Linked DNA regions of Mus musculus: all the other regions are linked to region 4. A link is a contact called in public ChIA-PET and promoter capture Hi-C data. All regions are on one chromosome and are shown on one strand. Each heading gives the region's core, a stretch centred on a gene start, on an enhancer-like site or on the middle of the called end of the contact. The rest is flanking DNA. Distances are from core to core; before and after follow the strand shown. Region 1 overlaps Xpr1 (xenotropic and polytropic retrovirus receptor 1). Region 2 holds the start of Xpr1 (xenotropic and polytropic retrovirus receptor 1). Region 3 has its middle 27 kb from the start of Gm31772. Region 4 overlaps BC034090 (cDNA sequence BC034090).

Evidence for each region. Promoter capture Hi-C pulls out the DNA fragments that hold promoters and counts their contacts. ChIA-PET counts read pairs in DNA pulled down with a chosen protein or histone mark.
Region 1: a promoter capture Hi-C map of pre-B cells shows a contact between it and region 4, with 2.5 times the contacts expected there. The contact joins two enhancer-like sites. A contact is called at or near these places in 7 of 39 promoter capture datasets (3T3-L1-derived adipocytes, the C10 cell line, hippocampal neurons and 2 more), 1 of 484 Hi-C or Micro-C datasets (large pre-B cells) and 2 of 9 other capture datasets (adipose tissue and liver).
Region 2: an RNA polymerase II ChIA-PET map of memory CD8 T cells shows a contact between it and region 4, with 9 read pairs. The contact joins the promoter of Xpr1 here to the enhancer-like site in region 4. A contact is called at or near these places in 2 of 39 promoter capture datasets (the C10 cell line and hippocampal neurons), 4 of 484 Hi-C or Micro-C datasets (CD4 T cells, embryonic stem cells, large pre-B cells and 1 more), 3 of 115 datasets of contacts at active chromatin or transcription factors (effector CD8 T cells, kidney and memory CD8 T cells) and 2 of 9 other capture datasets (adipose tissue and liver).
Region 3: an RNA polymerase II ChIA-PET map of memory CD8 T cells shows a contact between it and region 4, with 15 read pairs. The contact joins two enhancer-like sites. A contact is called at or near these places in 1 of 39 promoter capture datasets (liver), 1 of 115 datasets of contacts at active chromatin or transcription factors (memory CD8 T cells) and 3 of 9 other capture datasets (adipose tissue, embryonic stem cells and pancreatic islet).

Annotation. Positions count from the first base shown.
Region 1 is chr1:155,393,441-155,398,487 of GRCm38.p6, reverse strand. The region is part of intron 1 of Xpr1 (xenotropic and polytropic retrovirus receptor 1); the gene reads left to right. Among named protein-coding and RNA genes, the nearest start is that of Xpr1, 21 kb to the left of the region's middle. Within about 2 kb of position 3,392, at least 34 of the 459 cell types and tissues checked have an H3K27ac peak or open chromatin away from gene starts, as enhancers often do. A contact at or near this core is called in pre-B cells, where this site is marked.
Region 2 is chr1:155,415,198-155,421,015 of GRCm38.p6, reverse strand. Xpr1 (xenotropic and polytropic retrovirus receptor 1) reads left to right here and starts at 3,572. Exons shown (of 15, transcript NM_011273.2): 1 at 3,572-3,850. The coding sequence starts at 3,782.
Region 3 is chr1:155,473,826-155,479,376 of GRCm38.p6, reverse strand. No RefSeq gene overlaps it. Among named protein-coding and RNA genes, the nearest start is that of Gm31772, 27 kb to the right of the region's middle. Within about 2 kb of position 2,941, at least 31 of the 459 cell types and tissues checked have an H3K27ac peak or open chromatin away from gene starts, as enhancers often do. A contact at or near this core is called in memory CD8 T cells, where this site is marked.
Region 4 is chr1:155,220,004-155,225,626 of GRCm38.p6, reverse strand. BC034090 (cDNA sequence BC034090) reads left to right here. Exons shown (of 10, transcript NM_001370865.1): 5 at 1-716; 6 at 2,196-2,352; 7 at 4,040-4,292. Among named protein-coding and RNA genes, the nearest start is that of Gm31102, 20 kb to the left of the region's middle. Within about 2 kb of position 1,271, at least 166 of the 459 cell types and tissues checked have an H3K27ac peak or open chromatin away from gene starts, as enhancers often do. A contact at or near this core is called in memory CD8 T cells, pre-B cells and rod photoreceptor, where this site is marked.

The DNA.
Region 1 (5,047 bases), core at 2,143-4,642, 170 kb before region 4:
ATCAGTGTCCTGCTCTGTCACTCTCTACTTTATCCTGTGAGACACAGGGTCTGTCTCTGAACCTGGAGCTGTGTTGGCAGCATGCAAACCCCAGGGATCCCCTTGATCCTGTCCCCTGCAGCTTTGGGGACCTGTGCGTGTTGCTACCTCTCACTATTCACAGAGGCCCTGGGAATTTGAACTCAGGTCTTCATGCTTTGCCCAGCAAGCACTTTTTCTTACTGAACCTGTTCCCAGCCCCTGCACTTATATTTTCTTAGTTGGCGTGTTCATAACACTTGTTGTGAGAGAGTTAGTGGGAAGAAACCAACTTGGAATCCTGCCAGGTAGTGAATAGACTTGATTATCTATTCTAGTCTATGCTGGTCATCTTTGTCCTCTGCTTGGTCTGGAGTCAGTATCCTAATCCTTCTTCTCTCCTTTAATTCTGTTTCTTGGTCTAAATGATGTTGGTGGAAAGTATTGTGGTAGCCAGGAGTAGACCTGTTAACTACTTTATTCAACCAATCCTATATTTAGCCTCTTCTTTAACTGGCCTTCTCAACCACATGGTACTTCCAGTTCTTGGCCTGTTCTGGGTTTATAGACTTCCATTGGCTTGCTTCTTGCTGGAATCCTACTCTGAAGGTATTTCAAGTTTTCCATGGTGTGTGGTAAAGTCACACTCCTCTACCTGTGCTCTGGATTTGGCAGATGTGCTGAACCTGCTGTCTGCTATCGCCCTCCCCATTCCTTTTTTCTTACTGCTTATACTTAAAGTAATCCCTACATTGTCATTAAGCTTTGAGAGGGAAAGGAGATAGATATATGGAGTCAACATTCCATATAACCGGAATTATGTGCTCCCTCTCTGTTAACTTAGAGTCACTCCATTACCTAGATTAGAACTGTTACTTGGAGTGGCTAGGAGAGCCATAAAAGCACTTTTGGGGTTGGGAATCATAGCAGGTAGAACATGTATCTAACAATAGGCCTCTAGGTTCAGTTCCCAGTGCGCCTCCAACCCCCGAAATAGAGAGTGGTGGTGCCTTTCAGGATTTATGGTACAAGTAACTTTTTTCCCCCATTTAGTATTAGTTAAATGTAAATTAGTTAGTAATTTGCTCCAAATTAGTATCAAGACTTCCACAAACACTTGGTTTGTTTGACAAAATTTAGTACAGTATGTTGAAGGGAAAAGTGAACAAAGAATTGATCACTGGATTTTTTGACAGTGGATATGTGAGTGTGTGACTGACATGGGCAGGGGCCTGGGTTCAGTCTCCAGCTCCAAAGTCAGAAGTGATGAGGAGGAAGAGGGGAGAGAGACGGAGGGGGGGGGAAGGAGAGAGGGGAGAGGAGGAGGAAGAGGAAGAGGAGGAAGAGAAGGAGGAGGAAGAGGAGCAAGATTGTTAATCTTATTTCACATGGAAGCTTTAAACTTCTTTTAAAATGACTAAGTGTCAGCGAGCTCTGACACAGTGAGGAAGAGCGATTTAGAAGAGTAAAGGAGGCTGAAGGTAGCCAGCAATGGAGGGAACATTGCGTTTGTCTTTGGGGATTAGTTTAGAGAACTTTTTGTTTTTCTTACTCAGTGAGCCAGTGTTTAGCACTAGGTTTTTGATCTTTTCCATTTTTCTAATATTTTTATAATAGTGGGTAACAAAACTACCAATAAACAGAAGAATTGGCACATATAATTACATGGTCTATGCATATATCTTTAAGCTTATGCTTTGAAAGATGAATGTCTCAAAGTGTTCTACTATTGATATTTCTTAGAAAGGACCAAAAATATTTTCTATATGATTTGAATGCATTGTACTAAGGGCCTTTAAAATTTAATTTTTTTTTTTTAAATTTCAAAGATGGTCTTACCATGTAGCCTTGGCTGGCTTAGAGCTTACTGTGGGCTTGGAACTTACAGGGATCTACCAGATTCTGCCTCTGGAGCAAAAAATCTGGTTCTTAATAGGGTGATGTTAGAAAATACATTGATTGGGGGCTGGTGAGATGGCTCAGTTGATAAGAGTACCTGACTGCTCTTCCGAAGGTCCAGAGTTCAAATCCCAGCAACCACATGGTGGCTCACAACCATCTGTAACGAGATCTGACACCCTCTTCTGGAGTGTCTAAGGACAGCTACAGTGTACTTTACATATAATAAATAAATAAATCTTTAAGGATGGACCATGTAGAGACTGCCATATCCAGGGATCCACCCCATAATCAGCATCCAAACGCTGACACCATTGCATATACTAGCAAGATTTTGCTGAAAGGACCCAGATGTAGCTGTCTCTTGTGAGACTATGCCGGGGCCTAGCAAACACAGAAGTGGATGCTCACAGTCAGCTAATGGATGGATCACAGGGCTCCCAATGGAGGAGCTAGAGAAAGTACCCAAGGAGCTAAAGGGATCTGCAACCCTATAGGTGGAACAACATTATGAACTAACCAGTACCCCGGAGCTCTTGACTCTAGCTGCATATGTATCAAAAGATGGCCTAGGCGGCCATCACTGGAAAGAGAGGCCCACTGGACACACAAACTTTATATGCCCCAGTACAGGGGAACGCCAGGGCCAAAAAGGAGGAGTGGGTGGGTAGGGGAGTGGGGGTGGGTGGGTATGGGGGACTTTTGGTATAGCATTGGAAATGTAAATGAGCTAAATACCTAATAAAAAATGGAAAAAAATCTTTAAAAAAAAAAGAAAATACATTGATTTTTGTCAGGACAGTGGTGGCAAATGCCTTTAGGCCCAGCACTCAGGAGGCAGAGGCAGGCAGAGTTTAAGGCCAGCCTAGTCTACAGAGCAAGTTCCAGAACAGCCAGGCTACACAGAGAAATCCCATCTAAAAACAAAAAGTTGATTTTTGACATCACTGAAGTCGAAATTGAGGTAGCTCAGCTAGGGCAGGTCATTGTGCTCATCTGTGTCACAATTGTCTCATCCATGAGCTGTAGATCCCAAGGAGGCCTTTTTATGAGGGAAATATGAAATGAAATGAAATGAAATGAATGGATAAATATAAATAGCACATAGACACGTCTGGATACGTACATAATGAGTGCATTTGCCTTGGTAGAATTGCTGTGAGAATTAGATGTAACAATGCTTTAGACTCCATTTACTGTGCTTGGGATGTGCCAAAGCTTATGTGCTGGAGCTGTGGTTTCTGGTGGTGGCATGAAGTTTTAGAACTTTTAAGAGGTGTGCCCTCTTAAGGGTGTTTAGGTCATCGAGGATTCCATGTTTGGGAGAGATTAATGTAGATTAATGTAGTTCTCATGTGATTCAGGCTAGTTCTTATGAGAACATTGCTATAAAAAGACTAAGCTAGGCCGGCTTGCTCCCTGGCTTCCTATGTCATCATGTGCTCTTTGCCTGTTACATGTGCTCTGACACAGGACCATCTGTCATGCTTTGATGCAGCCAGTGTCCTCACCCCAGCTGAGCAGATGCCAGGTGTCTAGCTTCATAAGCTCTTAAAAATGGAAGTTCCTGTTCCCGTGCATTTCCTAAACTAACAGCAACAGTGGCGCTGCTACATTCACATATTCCACGTTGGGATCCATCCTATTCCTGCCAGCATGCTTTCCCTTTGTACGATACATAAAATAACAGTGCATCCTGACAGCAGCTCAGGTCTGCCGAAGTAGAATTCTAGTAACACAACTATTTTAACATTTCTTGAAGTGTAGTAGTAAAGTTTGCAGGAAACAGTATCTTACAGATAATGCTTAATTTCTTAATTTTGAGTCATGAAGTAGTCTGAGACCCCTGAATTAAAAAGAATTTATAGGCATATAGGCACTAACATTGTAAAATTTAGTTCCCTTTTGAGTTTATTTTTACTTTTTGGCTTTTCCCCCACATAAAATGACAGCTTTTTACTTAGAAGAGCAGTTAGCAGTGTTACATGGTGAAACTATTATATTTGACCAAAATCTAACATGCTAAATTGAATAGTCTTAGTAGTACACACACACACACACACACACACACACACACACACACACACACACACACACACACACACACACACACGTACATTTAGGAAATCTAGAAAGCAAAGCCTTGAAAAACTTTTTGTGTGCAGTGAATGAAAGGGATTTGGATTTTGTATAAAAAGAAAAGGTAATGAAATTTGGGATTACTGAGAAACACTTCTCAATTTGATATCTCATGAAACTGGAAACACTGTAAAATAGTTTAGTAAAACTAATAATCAGCTAGAACACTTAAAATCAGTGTGAGTCAGAATAGCTTATCAGTGCATATTTTGAACGTGTGCTAGGTTAGATGCAGTGGCTCACAGAGGTTGTCATGACATTGCTCTGTGCTCAGGAGTGTAGGAATGAGCTGTATAGATTTCAAGGGTAGGAGAGTGCATCTCACCAGTTTTATTTTTTTATCAGAATAAGGTCCATAGACGAAGGCAATGTTGTCTTAGTCTTCTGCAGATCCTGTTCTAGCTTGGGAGTGAGTGATTTTTCAAGGGTATTTGAATTGGTGTAAGTTGTAGTGGTAGCTTTGACATAGGAATGTATTTTTTCAAATAAATAACTTGAAGTTGCTACAGTTTTCCTTCTATATTTTTTGTATTTTTAATTTTTAAACAAAATAATTTTATTTAATATGTATGAGTGTTTTATCTGTATATTTCCTTGCCTCATGTATGTGCCTGATACCCACAGCCAGAAGAGGCATCACATCTATGAGGACTGGATACGCAGTAGGTTCTGATACACCATGTGTATGCTGGGAATCAACAGCAGGTCCTCTAGAGGAGCAGCCAGTGTTTTTCATCACTGACCCATCTCATCTACTCAGCCCCACTAGTTTGTTTTTTTCTTTTTTTTCTAATTTAAACTTTTAGTTTTGTTTTATGTGAGTGCCTGTGTATATGTCTGTGTACCATGTGTATGCAGGTACCCATGGAGGCCTTAAGATGATGATGAATTTCCAGGAGCTGATGCTACTGCTATAGGCAATTGTGAGTCATGAGGAGGGGATGCTGGGAAGTGAGCTCAGGTCCTCTGCAGGAGCAGCAAGTGCTCTTAG
Region 2 (5,818 bases), core at 2,323-4,822, 190 kb before region 4:
GGAAACTGGGGCTTTGAAGGCTAAGGTACCTTGCTCAAGGCCTTATGGCTTGTAAACACGGGAGTTAGGAGTTTATTTCAGGTCTACTCTTAGAACCAGTGCTGGGAACATTTATATGCACCGCTTGCCCAGGCCCAAGTTAGGCACTAAAAATTCTTCATCTGGGCATGGTGGCGCACGCCTTTAATCCCAGCCCTTGGAAGGCAGAGGCAGGCAAATTTCTGAGTACAAGGCCAGCCTGGTCTACAGAGTGAGTTCCAGGACAACCAGGGCTACACAGAGAAACCCTGTCTCAAAAAACAAACAAACAAACAAACAACCCCCCCCCCAAAAAAAACAAAAACAAAAACAAAATCTTCAGAGACTCCATGTTGGTATTGTGATCATTTTTTCAATCCTTCAGGTTGTTTAGCCTGTCTTACTTTCCCAGTTCCATCTCTCTTCCCTTCCTGTCTCCCTTCTCTTTCTTCTTTCCTTCCCTACTTTCCTTTTTCAATGATTACTGAATGTCCAAGTGCCAGGCACTGTGCTCAATTCTAGAAGACAAGCAAAGTGAACAATTTGTCCTCTAAGAGCTCACTCAGAGTCTGATCGGCTCTTAAAGGCAAGGCAGTGAACAGAGAATGATCCGATCAGGGATTGGAGGGGACCTCACAGACAGTTTCAACCTTTTGGAGGCTATTTGGGTCAGAGAATGTTGTGACACTCTTAGCAGCCCTGGCATCTTGCTATGTGCCCTTGAGGTCTCAGAGGTGTGCTCTTTCCGCCTGTCAGATCATTGCCTGAGACTGGACTTCAGAAGCATCTCTGCGACATGCCATCTTTTACTTTCTCCTCAGCCAGAGATGCTTGTTTCCTTACAGCGGAGATCACATCGTAGGCCATCAGTCTGTTCGTGACTTTGACTAGACTGTGATTTCCTTCAAAGACAAGACAGTTTTATGTCATTTTGAACTGTCCTTCATTCCTGAAAGTCATGACTGGAATATTATAATGTTCACCCAGCAGAGTTAGGGTAAGTAAAGATTATATTCACAGGGGAAGTCTTTTTTTTTTTTTTTTTTTTTTTTTAATTGGTTTTTCGAGACAGGGTTTCTCTGTATAGCCCTGGCTGTCCTGGAACTCACTTTGTAGACCAGGCTGGCTTAAAACTCAGAAATCCGCCTGCCTCTGCCTCCCTAGTACTGGGATTAAAGGCGTGTGCCACCACACCTGGCTTCACAGGGGAAGTCTTAAGCAAGGGGCCTGTTTAGTTTAGAGCAAAACTATTAAGATAATTCTTAAATCACTTGGCTTTATTCTCTACTGAGAGTAGGTGTTCAGCAAATGCCATTGAAGTGTTTGTTGAAATATTTGTAATAATGTTAAGAATAAAGAAATTTCTGCTGGACACGATGGTGTGTGTTCTTAATTCTAGCACACAGGAGGCAGAGGTATGGGAGGATGTCTGTTGAGCTAGAGGCCAGCCTGGTCTACAATAGAGAATTCTAGGCCAGCCAGGACTACATAATAAGACCCTGTCCCATTTTTTTTTCCTTATCCACACGTGTGGATAAATAAAGATTTTGTGTCTGGCTAGGCAGCTGGGCTTTGAGTCAGGCTGGAGAAAAACTAGGAATTATTGGTTTTAGAACTAGTACTAAGGATTTCATCTTTCCTTCAATCGGACCACAGTTCCTGAATCTTACATACAATTAAGGCATGGGAGGGCTGTGCTGTGGCAACAGTGTTCCCAATGTCTAATGTTCCCTTTCGCCTGTGTTTCTCTCCTGGCACTGTACTGTTTTAGAAGAGGGGACATTTTTTTGATGGGCAGAGGATTACCAGTGTGAAGGAGACCTTCACCTTCTTTTCTTCTCTTTGGCTTTGCTTATCCTTTCTATCTTTTTAAAAGAGATGCACACTTCTTATTTTTTAAAAAGATTTATTTATTTATCTTATGTATATGAGTACACTGTAGCTGTACAGATGGTTGTGAGCCATTGTGTGGTTGCTGGGAATTGAACTCAGGACCTCTGCTAGCTCTGAGGCCCCTCTCACTCCAGCCCAAAGATTTTATTTATTGTTATATGTAAGTACACTACAGCTGTCTTCAGATACACCAGAAGAGGGTGTCAGATCTCATTACAGATGGTTGTGAGCCACCATGTGGATGCCGGGATTTGAACTCAGGACCTTCGGAAGAGCAGTCAGTGCTCTTAACCACTGAGACATCTTTCCAGGCCCCACTTATGATTTTTAACTAAGAATATATGTGTGAGTCTGTGTGTGGGTACTTGTATGTGAGTGCAGGTAGGTGTCCTTGGGTGCCACAAACATCCCCAGAGTTGGAGTTAGAGGTGGTTATGAGCTGCTTGCTGCTTGACATGGATTCTGGGAATGAAACTTAGGTCGCTCTTCGGAGCCATCTCTCCAGCCCCCTGACGATTCTTTCACCAGAGGCTGAGGCTTCTGTTCAAACATTTGCCAGAAAGATGTGCTTTTTCTGAGCAAGCCTCATACCCTCTCTTTCTCTTGAAGAAACATTCATAAAACCTTATTAGAAAGGGGAATTTAGAGGAAGGGAAGGAGGAAAAACATATGGCGTTTTGAAGTATGTGTGTGTGTGTGTGTGTGTGTGTGTGTGTTGGGAAGTCAACAGGGATCTATATTGTCACAGGTACAATACTTCCTTAGCAAACCTTTGAGTCTCATCAAAGTTGTAAGAGTTAAAGAGGATAAAGTTACATGTAAGGAGTTTAGAACAGTGCTTGGTACAGGGACAAGAATAGACACACTTAAAAAGAGAGTCAGCTACTATGTTATCCAGGGCTCCACCATCCAAGGTGAGACCTGGGCTTTTCCCTCAGATAAGTCCTTCAGGGCAGTCACTCTCACATGGAATATGGTACTTTGCTGCCTCTGTGGTATCTTTCCAGAGGTCAGCCTGGATACAGGACTGTCACACAGGGACTGGGTGAGGAGAGGATTCTCTTTCTTCTCAGCATTGTTTTCCCTCTCAAGTTTGCCCCCCACTCCCAGTCAGCTGTATCACAAAGTGTCAATCCTGGTTTGTATCTAGATGTTTTGGCCTTTCTGGTAGCACTAGGACTAATTAGACAATTACATTGAGATACAGAAGCAGCACAAACTTTCTGGCACTGACATTTTAAATTGAAAGCAAGCATTTATTGAGCATCTACAGCATGCAAATACAGTTCCCTTAAATACAATTGGCTCTTAACTGTTTCAACTACTCAATTTGGACCACTGCTGATTTATCTTTAAGGGTTTTATGAAGAATCAATATTAAAATGGAAATAATATTTGCACAGTTCTCTGCAAATATCAGCGTCTTGTGTGGATTATTGTTGCTCCAGTACCAATATTAATTGCAGTAGCAACATTGTTGTTTTTCCCAGGCAGAGTGTAGAAAGCAGCTGTAGGCAGACTGGAGGCAGGCGGAAGAGGTCAGGGGAGGTGCCTTCCCACGTCCGGCCCAAAGGGGCGGAGCAAGAAGGAAAGCCCCTGAGGCCACGCCCCACCCCGCCCCCTCCGTCGGAGCGGCGTAGGCGGTTACCATGGCGATGACGTCTAGAGGGCGGGGCGGGGCGGGGCTATGGAGAGGAGGAGGAAGATGGCGGGAGGGCGGCTCTGAGGAGACCTCGGCGGCGGCGGAGGAGGAGAGAAGCGCAGCTTCGCGCAGCGCCGGGGCCCATGTGGGGAGGAGTCGGAGTCGCTGTTGCCGCCGCCGCCGCCTGTAGCTGCCAGAGCCGGGTGGGAGTGAGGGGGACGCGGCAGGATGAAGTTCGCCGAGCACCTCTCCGCGCACATCACTCCCGAGTGGAGGAAGCAGTACATCCAGTATGAGGTACCTGGGGCTGCTGTGGTTGGGGCGGGCTCGGAGGGGCTGTCATCTCCCTAGCTGCGACCTCCGCCGCTGCCTTGAGCTCCCCGGCCCGGGCGGACTTTGACCCACCGCCGCGGGGAGCCACTGCGGCATCCCCGGCGCTGCTGGCCCCCGGCGGCCAGGCCGTCCTTCCCCTCCCCCGCAGCCCTCTGCCGCCGGGGTAACGGATATGCAGGCGGCGGCGAGAGGAAGGGCACTGCCGGGCTGGGGCTGGGGAATGGTGGTGGGAGGCCAAGCCGCAGGTGCGACGGCGGCCCGGGGTCGCGGCGGTTCGGCGCCACCCCCTCCCCACTCACCCTGACCTCCGGTCCCCACCGCCAGAGATCACCCCCTCTGCCAAGGTTAGGTGCTTCTCGCTGCTCACCTCTCGCCAGAGAATCGAGCTCTTGCAAGATAAACCCCTCCAGCGATTGCCTTCAGTCCACCCAGCCCCGTCGGCTTACCTCCACTTGCTCACTGTTGACAAAGGCTTTGTAACAGGATTGAAACTTGGTGAAATGTGTATCGCCTAATGCAGTGGTTATAGTTTTCAAAAGCATTGAGCCAATAGTTCTGTTTTGATAAGGAGACGGTTGTCTCTGTCTTTGTACTGACTGCACGAACTATACAGAATAATCACATCTTTGGCTTTTCACTCTTCTCTGGTTTTGGAATGGAGGGAAGAGAAAGGAGGGAAGAGAATTATTTAAAATTTCAGGTTTTCTGCTAAGTTTTTGGTAGGGAGAAAAATCACTGTATTGTGAATACAGTACCTTACTTGTGTATTGCACGAGACATGTTCCTCCTTTCAGTTTCTTCCTCTTGCAAGGCTTTTGGAGGGTTTTTAAATACATGTTTTAAGGAACCTTGCATCAATATTGGGAAAAGTAAAGACAGTGCAAACCACTCATATACTTAAAAGGTAGGATACCTGAAAGGCATTTATTTATTTATTTATTTATTTATTTATTTATTTATTTATTTATTTATTTATTTATTTGAAGCTTGCAATAGGTTATTCTCAGAAGCTAGTAGTTCAGCTCCTGGAGAGAGAAAAGACAGCGGGTCTGTAACCTCCAGGAATTCACATCTATGGTATGAGCAGGAACAAAGAGTATAAAATCAATAGGAACATGCACACACATACTAGCTAGGTTTTATGGATTAAAATATTTTGGATTTCCTTTTTAACTTTTATATGAATTTAGTGATAGGATGTTTAGGCAACAGCAGTCAGTCATTTATTCATATAGCCTGTGTAATAATTGAAGACCAGGGAAAGGGATAGTTAGGTTAAATAGAATCTTGAAGATTGTAAAATAAGTTTGTTTGTAATATATTGTATTTAATGGCAGAAACGAATGGCTCATTACTAATACTCTCTTGTCAGTTTCCTTGTAACCTTCCTCTGCCGCATTCTGGAAGAAAAGGTCCTAACAGTTCAGGCTGTGGAGTTGTTGATTTATTGTTTGTAATAACATTCAGTCAGTTTTAAAGCCTTGGCTAGAATCCAGATGGTGGGTTCCACTGAAAGAAGGGCACTGGGTTTTCATCTTCCTCCTACCACTTTGAGCACCGCTGCCAGCTCTTCCCAGAGGTTAGTGCTGTAGCATGCTGGAGAGCTTATTACTGTACAGTATGGGGTGCTTGCTTTTGGTCAGAGGAACCGGACTTGGATATATCCCTGTGATATATATCTAAGTATTTTAACTTTGACTATTTTATAGAATTAATGTGGACTATCTTGGACTAGAAGGGGAAGCCTGATATAGTTTAAAAATTCGATTAACCCTTGATTTGTAATGTCAGCTTTGTGGCTGGAGTATCCACGGTGACTCGAGACTCCTCAATGTACACAGTCTATTTGGTTACTATTATTTCTAAATGGTTACTCTAGATTGGTCACAGTGGGACAGAATTCCTGTGCTTCTGAGTGACTGCATTATCTTT
Region 3 (5,551 bases), core at 1,692-4,191, 250 kb before region 4:
CACTCAGGGGGTCCCTGGTAAGCTAAGACTTCCCGGAATCTTACACTAGCTGTTTGATCAGTATAACCTGGATCATCTTCTACAAGCACTAGTCTAAAGAGAGCCAAGTGATTCCAGAAAACACAGAGGGAGCGTACTGGCAAGGTTGGCTTGAAACCCCAGGCTGAAGAGATGGCTCAGTGGGTAAAACACTTGCTATACAAGTACTAGGACCTACGTTCAGAACCCACAGAAAGTAAGAGGTAGAATGGACCTGTAATCTCAGTGCAGTTACAGAAAGATGGGAGGCACAGACCACAGAATCTCTTCATGTTCCTGACCTATCCTGGTTAGCAAGAGACCCTGTCCCAAACAAGATGGCAATCGAGGACCAACAACCAAGGCTGTCCTCTGACTTCTATATGTGTGTCTCGGCATGCTGGCGTGTGTGCTCGAGCACACACACACACACACACACACACACACACACACACACATTTTCAATTGTTTAAGCCCTAAATGTCCCAAAGTTAGATTAAAGTAAGGCTCTTAGTCTATTATTAATCAACTTCTTATTTCTCTGGTAACTCTGATCTTCCTTCCTAAAATTATCTCTCTCCAGCCCATACCTGTGGATTTTTAATCTTAAAAAAATAATAATCACAACCCATCTTTGACCTGTGGTCATTGTTGCTTGCTCGTCCATCCCCAGTCTCTACATCCCCAAGCTGCAGTTGCCGGTGATTCAGTTGTCCATAGCACAACTATAACCCATAATATGTAAGTAAATAGACTGGAATTCATTCAGATTCTTTTCTGCGTGTGTCCGTGGGGGTGTGTGCATGTTTCTCTGTGTGTTTACATGTGTGGGCCTGTGTGTACGGGCATAGGTGAGCCAGCAAATGTGTACACTTACACGTGCAGGCCCAAAGCCAACAGTAAGAGGTTTCTTCACTTGCTCTTCACCTTATTCTTTGAAGCAGAATCTCTCAGTCAAACCCAGAGCTTGCCAATATGGCCATTCTTGCTAGGCAGCTTGCTCCTGGGAGTCCCTGGGAGTCCCTGCCTCCCACAGGCTGCCACACTGAGAGCAGAACTCTGGTCCTCCTGTTGTGCCGTGAGTGCTTTCCTTACTGAGCTAATCTCCCCAGCCCCACATTAAAACAAAAATTCAATTACTTTTACCATACTGGGCATGGTGGGACATGTCATTAATCCCTGGACTTTAGCAACAGAGGCAGGAGGATCTCTGTGAGTTTAAAGTCAGCTTGATTCATGTAAAAGGATGCTGTCTTAAATCAATCAATCAATCAATGATGATGATATAAAAATCAACTATATTATTTATGTTTGTTGTGTTGCACGGTGTACACACATACATACTATGACTTAAGTACAGAGGTCAGAGGACAACTTTCAGAAGTTGACTCTCTCCTTCCGCTGTGTGGATTCTGGGGTTGAATTCAGGTCATCTGTCATGGTAACAGGTGCCGATAGCAGCTACCAGTCCCTAATTTTTCCATTTTAAGATTTAATTTTTTGTTTGTTTGGTTTGGGTTTTTTTTTTTTCATTGAAACAGAGTTTCACTATTTAGCCCTATATGGCCTAGAAACTCACAAAATAGTCTTTTAGCACACATCTTTTACAAGGCTTACATGTGGGCTGCCATACCTGCCCAGCGTTCACACGGATTCTGAAAATCTGAAGTCAGTTAGTTCCTCACCCTTTGATGGAAAGGATTTTATCCACAGAGCCATCTCTCCAGCTCATATCGATAAATCTTCTTCTCACTAATGACTCTGCTGTTTTGAAAATTAAATATACTTAATTCAAAACATTTAAAACTAATTCCAAGATTTAGATTCCTTCTGTTAGAATTAATGTAATTTTAGAGCATAATAAAATGATATCAGGATAGAAATGGGCATGTGTGTATATGTGTGTGAGTGTTTATGTGTCTGAGTGTGGTGTGTGTGTGTGTGTGTGTTTGTGTACGTGTGTGTCCAGCATACAAGCAGAAATTTGCATATAACAGAGAAGACTTCTAAATAAGTCTGGTAGGTTCTTGTCTTACTGCATGAAGAAGGCTCCATGGTTCTTGTCTCCTCCAAGGAAACCATTCAACCAATACGTACCAATAGCTACAGCAGGACTTTATTTAGGAAAGAATTTTATTTAGTAAGGCAAAGTAATACATATATCCCAGAGAGAAATCAGAGCGGGCTGGTGGGGGGAGGTGTGTAGCAACACGCTGGGTTTTAAAGAACTTTTTTGTGAATATTTATGAGGTGGATGTCATATTCATAGGGCTAAGTTGGTCCTTTTCCTCTCCCAAATGATGTTGGATCAGATTTCCTAGTTACGATAATTCCTCCCATGATCTTCTTGAAAAGCCCATAGCAGGGGCAGGCTGAGTGGCATACACTTTTCATCTCTGCACTTGGGAGGCAGAAACAGGAGGGCCTCTGTGAGTTTGAGGCTAGCTAGTCTGGTCTACAGAGTGAGTTCCGGGATAGCCAGAACTGAAGGGAGAAAGGAAGAAAAAAAGAAAGAAAGAGAGGGGAGGAGAACAGAACAGAACAGAAGACAGAGACAGGCAGGAAGATAGACAAAGAAGGGAGGAGGGAAGGATGGAAGGAGGGGAGAAGGAGGAGAAGGAGAAATGTTCACAAAGGGTGAAGGATGGGGTTTTATTTATTTTATGTATCTGAGTACACCATTGCTCTCTTCAGACACACCAGAAGAGGGCAGAGGATGGGGTTTTATAAAAAACAAAAACAACAACAACAACAAAAAACAGACTGAGAGTGATATTTTGATGAAGCCAGGACTAGGGATACAGACTCCTTCTGTGTGTGTACGTGGCAACTAAGAAAGCTTCATGGTGCCTTAGTTTTCGATATAACAGGAAGAACCTATGAACAGCTTCAAGAAAGCTTAACCACAAAGAGGCATTCTGACCACCAGATGACACAGCCACCAAGATACAGCCACAGTTTCCTTGCTTACCCCATAACCTGTTTCCTTGGTTACTGAAGCCAACCCCTTGCCTCTCCATTCTCACTTCTAGGCACTCTTCTCAAGTGGCTTGGACTACGGACTCTGTTGTCCTTCCCCAGAAAGTCTGTATCACTCAGCTGTATCAACACCAAGAGTTCTGTTGCATGTTTGAAGAAAACAAACTCTAATAATACATTTTAAAAATAAAGGCCGGGCAGTAGTGGCACACCCTTTAATCCCAGCACTTGGGAGGCAGAGGCCGGCAGATTTCTGAGTTCGAGGCCAGCCTGGACAGCCAGGCTACACAGAGAAAGCCTGTCTCAAAAAACCAAAAAAAAAAAAAAAAAATTAAGGCCATCAAGGTGGCTCAGCAGATAAAGGCAACTTGCCATTAAGCCTGTTGTTGAATTCCTAGCACCCACATGGTGGAAGGAGAAAACTTATTGTTTCACTTATTGTTCCTCTGGCCTCCATGTGCATACAGTGGCACACACATATTATACACACATAACAGTATATGGGTTTCTTTTTACAAAATATTATTTATTGAGAAGTTCAGACATTGTATTTTTGTTCATACCCATTCCTTCCCCAGCTCCTTCCAGATCCACCCCACATCTCCTACCCATCCAACTCTGTGTCTTTACTACTCTGATTTTTAATCTATGAAGTACAATTTGTGTTGCCTGTGTACTTTTGGGTGTGTGGCTACACACTGAAATGTGTTCAACCTACCAGAGGCCACGCCCTTAAATGATCAAATATGTGAAGATTTGACATTAGTTGGAGATTATTCAGTATAGTGACTGATGCTCTAATTCCACTTATGTTGCTGGGTGTGAGAGAAGAGATGCACAGCTACTGAGATGGGAAGAAGAAAGAAAGATGGGCTGTTTGTACATGAGAAATAGTAAGGAGCACACCTACTTAAATCATATTAATTTGCTCATGTGAAATACTTAGTTCTTATGTTAGATATAAGAAACTAAATTGAAATATTCAAACCTGAATAGTACCAGGAGAACAAGTGGACCAAAATCTTATACAGATAATATTGCTTTAATGGAAATAAAAAATAGATGTGTAAAAAAAAAATCCCCTCTCCCTCTATTGGCAGCAGTGAATTACCAATTACAATCAGCAAAGGCTGAGACTTTGTGCTCACTTCCCCCTCCAGGCCGGGACTTCTTTTGGCTTGAACTTCCCCTGGTTTTGTGCACTCTGACCCAAAGCTGTGAGTTCATGTGTGCAGCTGCCTTGTACCAATGACACATTTTTGAAAGAACAATTCTGCCAAGTCGATTTGGCCAACATTCCCCTAACCTAGACCCTGTGTTCATCTTAATAATGTCCTATTCACTGAAGCCCTTCTTTCTTCCATGGCACTAGGTTCCCATTTGTCTTTGCCCAATTCAGGATTGAGCACAGGTCTGAAACAATGCTGCTTCTACTCATTACGTTAACTACTGAGTAACACCCATCTAGCTCTGATTTTTCTTTGATCCGTGCAGGAAGGTTATCGGGATCACCAGCAGGGACAATAAATACCTCTACAAGTGTAAGTGACTTGACTGGCAGAGAAAGATGCTGAATTATGCTGCAAATGCATCAGGGGTCGCCTCTGGTCCTGTGCAGCATTCTTGGGCTGGAGTGGTCCTTCAGAGATGCCCTGAGTACAGCAAGGGTCTGGACCTCTGCTCCCTCAGCCTCTCCCTAATTAGATGAGACCATATGAAGAACGTATATCAAATGTGCTGTGCGAATATTTGAAGTGTAGTAACTCTTAGAGAACCCGAGGCAATCCTTTATTAAGGACAAAATAAAACAAAAACGAATTAGTCATTTATGAAACCCTTTCTGAGGTCCTGTGACCTCTGCTACCTGACAGCCATGTATCCTGGCAACAGTCTCTGGGCTTCATGCCTAGCTTGCATCATCTCCCACAGGGTAAGAGCATCACTTTTAATGGGCTCTATTGTTTCTTACCCTCCTGAAAAAAAGAACAGGTCTGTTTGCAAATGGACCTTCTTCCCAGGACGCGGGTCTGAGGGATAAAGGTGTCTGTGCCCATTAGGAAACTCAAGGGGATGTGGACAAAGATGTGTAGGAGCACTTTCTCTGCTGTTTTGGTTTGATTTAGTTTTTGAGCTAGAGATTGCTGTTGCCCAGGTGGGCTTTGAACTGGTCCTCCTGTCTCCACCTCCCAAGGACTGAAAGTGCAGGTATGCACCACCATGCTTGGATTCTGAGTGCTTTAATTAAAACAACACAATTAAGCAAAACCTTTTAAGATTTTTTTCCTCTAAGATTTAAAAGTTTTTAAAATAGAGACCAGGCACCACCTGGTCTCTAGTGATGTGATCTCTCCAGAGCTCTCCCACCGCCCCCTGCGAACCCAGCACCTCCTAACCTTCTTAGGCTTCTAGCTCTGTGAAACCTCCTGTAATCTGCTCAACACAATCTGGATCATTCACCTTTGACCTCTCCTGGTCTTGGTTCTACCTTGTGGTTGTTCAATAAACACCGATTAAATGAAAAACACTGATTTAACCTTTTCTTCATCCTCTTTGA
Region 4 (5,623 bases), core at 22-2,521:
GCCCCAGCTTGATGATGGGGTTGTAGGAGGGGAGGGGAGAGAAGCCAGTGGACACATACCTCAGGGGACTCTGTTTCCAGAGGAAGATGCTGTGCCTAAACCTGCCTTGGAACCTAAGAGACCTTGGTCCCAGGGGCAGCTTGGACCTCGGTCAGGAAGTCACTGTGCCCACCCCGAGGACTGCAGATCTCCATGCAGGACAGCTTATGCTGTGCCGTTTTCCAAGACACGTGGGTCCTCAGGATCAGGCCAACCACCAGACCAAGTTCCTGAAAGCCATGAGTCTCTGAAAACTCTCTGCACTTCTCCCCTCCAACGGAGCCATGAAGAGCCCTCTGCACCCCTCCCAGCCTCACAGTCAACATTGACCCTCCCCGAGGAAGTGCCAACCCCTCCTTCTTTGAGGAAATCCCTCTGCCCTATGCCTCCGAGGAAGTCAGTCCAGAAGGGGCATCACTGGCAGGAACACCAGGCAGAGCATATGGATAGCCCCCTGCCTGTGTCCCCTCCAAGAACTGTGGTTCTCACGCGACCCCAACCCCAACCCTGTAGCCCCCAAGTCAAGCATCCACTGCTGGACCTGTTCAACAACAACTCCAGCAGCAGCATCCCTCTAGGGCTGCAGGGGCCCTCAGGAGTGGCTGTCCACAGGAATAGATCTGAAAAGGACCAGTGCTGTCAGGAGCCTGTGCTGCCTCTGGAGAGCAATGGAGATGGTAAGGACTGCTGTCATTTGCTCTCCATCCTAATCACCTTAGGATAAGGCCCATAACTCCCCCTCCCCCCAGCCCCCAGCACCTTGTGGATCCCTCAGAGCAGCAGCAGGCCTGCAGGATGTAGGGGAGCACCAGCTGGGTGCAGGACTTAGCAAGAGCATGGAGCAAGTTAGCCAGTGTTCTGTGCTTGGGGGATGGGGAGCAGGGGCTTGGACCTCGGTGGGGATGGAGCCAGATGGGAACTCTGGGGTGTGTAGGGGAAGCTTCAGTCCACAGCTGCTGGGGCCAGGCTTTGTGGGCATTTGACTCTTGTAAACTATGAGTAATCTACTGTTGTTTAGAAGAGTGACTACCGACAGTCACCTGCCTCTTCCACCTTCTCTCTTCTGTGCTTTGCACTGCCTTGTTCACTGTTGGTCATGCACCCTGTACAAGCTCAGACCTGTCCTGCGCACTGTGGGAAATTACTCAAGCAGGCTCCCTGCCCTTAAGGTTCTCTGTGGTCACACGTGTCTGTGGGGTGCAGTGACCAGCAGGGGGAGCACTACAGCAAGCTGCCGCTCTGATCCCTCCGTGGCCCTGGTTGTCCGACCTGCTAGTAGATTCTAATGGGCAAGGCTGCCAAAGCTCCTTGCCCTAGGGAGGAGGAGTCTCGCCGTGGGCAGATTCTGTGCCCGCTCTGATCCGCACTGCTGTGATCCCAGCGGACAGCAGTGAAGTTGCTGAGGCAAAGCCTCTCCCCCCTAGTTGTTCTGCCTCCACCCATCTCCCGCCCTCCACACCGAGCTCAGCTGTGCCTCCCTCTCCTGTGTGGGCTCCAGGCTGGTGTGAACCTAGCCACGTCCTGCAGACCTTCTGAGATGCAGTGACCTTTCTGGGAACCCTGAGTCTGCACTTCCTTGAGAACTTAGTGAGGATTCTCTTATTAGTGACAGGGCCCCTGGGTAACCGCTTCCTCTCTCTATCCTCATGTTTTCTTATCTAGACGGGGAGGGTTAAGATACAGCCTGTCTCGTGGGAACCACAGGGCAAGTCTATGAAGGGTTCAGTCACCCTTCATATCACCAAGTGCATACAATGGACCCAAGATGGAAGCTATAGTAAAAGCTGTGGCAATTTTAGATTGTTTCCCCAGTTCTCGACTGTGTCCCTTGACACGGAATGGGCATGACCTACCACAAGTAACTAACACTTAACAAATACTTATTAGGTGCCCAGCTGGGTGATGGGGTAACAGTAGTCCACAGTCCTCCATAGCACCCCCACTCTTATCCTCAAAGTTTCCAGTTTAGCAGATGCTCAAGGATGAGCCCCGCCTCCTTCACTGACTGCTTCCTGGGCTTCTACTGCTTCTGCTCCTACGGCTCCCACCTCTCCCCGGCATCTCCTGCTCCTCAGGTCAGGCTGGGAAATGGGCCTTTCCCCCGTGTGACCTGTGGGGACAGTCATGTAGCAGGGGCGGCTCTGTGGCTGTTGCAGGAACACTCCAGGACTCTCTCCAGTCAGTGGATATCGCCACTGTCAACTCTACAGCCATCACCCTCGCCCTTACCTCAGAGGAGCCTGAGCGCAGCCAGGAGTGGGGAGGAGGTTCACAGAGGACAGGATCCAGCTCTGGGGGCCATGTGCCCACTGGGTGAGTGGCAGGAGCAAGCCCTGACGACATAAGGCATGCTGGATGGGGACATACCACCTGGAGCATAGTGTCTCTTAACTTCCTCTTCCAGACCCAGAAGGCCCTAGACCACATCCTGGTGCCCTAAACCACCCTCCCTAATTCTGTGTGTGTGTGTGTGTGTGTGTGTGTGTGTGTGTGTGTGTGTGTGTGTGTGTTGTACATGTGTGCTCATAGGGAAAACCGGGTACACGTGTGTCTGGGGACACATGGCTGTACGTATCTAAGTATATATACAGGCCAGATGTTAACATTGGGGGAATCTTACTTAGTTGCCTCACACCGTGTGTTTGAACCCCCAACCCACATTGTCTCTGCCTCCTGGAACTGGGGTTACAGACGTGCTGCTCTGCGTGGCCTGGCTTGTAAGTGGGCACTGGGGATCTGAACTCAGGTCCTCAGGCTTCTATGCCACTTCTATGCACTTGACCTACTCCAGCCCCACCTTTGCTAATTCTCTTTATCTGACGGACTTCATTGAGGCACGGAGTAATATCCCCACCCTTGAGCCCCAGCTACTAATGATACAGCTGAGGGCCACAGCCCTCAAGGTGCTCCCAGGATGCAAACTGATCCCCTTCCTTGCACCAGCTGAGGCCTAGCCACCTGAGACCTTGCTGGAACCTCCTTGGACCAAGTTCAAAGCCTAGGCAAACCTGGTACTTGTAAGGGCTTTCCCAGCTCCAGACTGTATCCTGTGACTGCACACAGCACTCGGCCTCCTGACGGCCCAGACAGGTCTGGACGGTTGCCACAATGTGAGGACTGTCTGGCCAGTTCCTCCTGGACATCTCTCTCAAGTATCTAGCTGTTCCCTCAATAAAAACACCACGGTTGCTTTCCCCACACCCCCTTCCCAGCAGCTGTGGTGCTGTCCCCACAGCTTAGACCTCGATCTGCCTCCTCCTGCTTTCCCTCCCTTACCCACCGGCAGCCCTCGCCAGCCCCCAGCCCCTCTCTCTACCATCTGGTCTAAGCTGTCTCGCTTCTTAGCTGCACAAGGGAATATTTTTTTAGAACCCAATTAAATGGTATCATTGTCCTACTTAAAGCCCCACAGTAGCCTCTCCTCTCCTCTTCCCGGGGCTGACAGTGCTTGGCGTGGTGGGACTTCCCTGCCTGCCTGGCTTCACCGCACACCCCTTCCTGCTTCTCTCCCTACCTGGCTGCTGTCATTGAACTCATCACATTTGTTTCTGCTCAGACAGAGGTCCCAGCTGTTCTGTGCTCTAACAGTTCTCACTTCAGGCTTAAGGGCCTGACTCCTTCCTGTCATTGGCCCTTGGTATAAAGATTGTTTTCTGCCAAAGAGCTCTTCCCTGGAAACTATTTAAAATAAGTGCCTAGTCCCACCCTGCTTCACCCCACACATCACTGTTTGGCTTCTCTTCTTCTTGTGGCCTGTTGTTGATAAGTTTCTCTATTCCCTTAGCTGAGGGCGGACAGATAGGAGGCTTGTGAGACATCCCGCGGGAGCGGAGTGGATGGCTTCTACTTTCACGGGGTACCTGGCAGAGTCTGCGTGGCTCTCCTTGCTACAGCCTGATTCTTAGAACCTCCTTGAGGACATGGGCCCTGGTCCACTGGGGTCTGTGGAGCCCTACGATGCAGGATACATCCAGCTCATGCCCTCCCCTTTGCGTTTCAGAGCATCACTTGAGGCCAGTGCAGGGCACAGGTCACCCTCAAGCACCCATTCTGATGGGAACAAGAAAAGGAGGAGTAGCATTACCTCTGCCCTGGGGCTCAAAAAGCTTTTCTCAGCCCTGGGCCACACACCCCAGCCCAGACTTGGCCCATCCCGAAGCTACAGTGTGGAACAACTGCAGCCCTCAGCCCTGGCTCCACAGACCAGCACCCCCAAAGTGAAAAGAGCCCCATCGTTACAGACCCTGCATCTGGTGAGTCCCCAGGGCCCTGGCTATAGGGTGTGGTTCCAGTGGTGTGGTCTAATGGGATGAGAGTGGAAGGGGAGGCAAGTCCAAGTCACAGCAGTGGCGAGCCGCTAGCATCCTCACGACTGTCTCACAGTACTTGTGCTTACTGTGTGTGAGTGACCCTTAATCCTGTTTCTTCACCCACCACCTACTGTCCTCTCTCTCTCTCTCTCCCTGTTGCCTGTGTGCTGGAGAGTTCGTGCCCTGCATTCTTTAACCTACTCCTTGGCCACAGTGACTCCTTAGTCCAAATGAGCTTTCTTTTCTTTGTCTCTTTGTTTCCTTCCTTCTTTCCTCCCTCCCTCCCTTCCTTTCTTTCTAAAAAGAAGTATTTTCTCTGTGTGTTTTGCCTTCATATATATGTCTTTGTGCATGCCTGGTACTCGCAGAAGCCAGAAGAGCGCATTGGATCCCCCTCGGACTGGGGTTGTTATAAGCAGTTATGAGCTATTATGCGGGTACTGGATATCGAACCTGGGTTCTCTGGAAGAGCGGCCAGTGCTCTTAGCCGCCTAGACATCTCTCCAACCCCTAAACAATCCCCATCTGTAATGTCACGGCAAGCCTTGACTGGCCTCTTTGTTCTGGTCTTTCTCCACGTGGCCTCCAAGGTGTTTTTTCTGAGGCTGGACAGACCTGGCCATACCAATGGCACCTTGCCAGGACTGCTTCCAGATCTGCTGTCTGTGGCTTTTACATCTCCCCACTTTCCCAGAACACTCTTGGCCTCTGCTGAATAGACAGACACTTCTACAGTCAGATCACGCAGTCTGACTGAATCTGCACCTGACTGCCTCTGCTGTCTCTACCTGCTGACGCCTGTTCTTTCCTCCTTTAGAAGTCACCACAGTCCTTAGGCTGCGTGGCTTCTGCTGTTTGCCTTCTCACAGAGTTTCACCCCTCCATGTCTCTCTCCCCTCACTGGAATATGATGTCTACACCCCCAATACTGTCTCAGTAGCTAGTGTACCCAGTTCACATTCAGTGAATACAGGGCACCAGCTAAGCATCTCCCTCTCCGAGTGCCAGGCTTAGCAAATCACCTCCGCACACTCACCTCTACCAGACCTCCGGAAATCCTGCTCTGTGCTGTGTGCTGGGAGCGCAGAGCTATTCTGTTCTCTGCACCCTCCCCTGTGCAGAGTTAGGAAGGAAACCATAGCCTAAAGCAGGGCCCTTCCTAATGCTGTGACACTTGAATACAGTTCCTCATGTTGTGGTCACTCCCAACCATAAAATAATTTTTGTTGCTACTTTGTAACAAATTTTGCTACTGTTATGAATCATAATGTAAA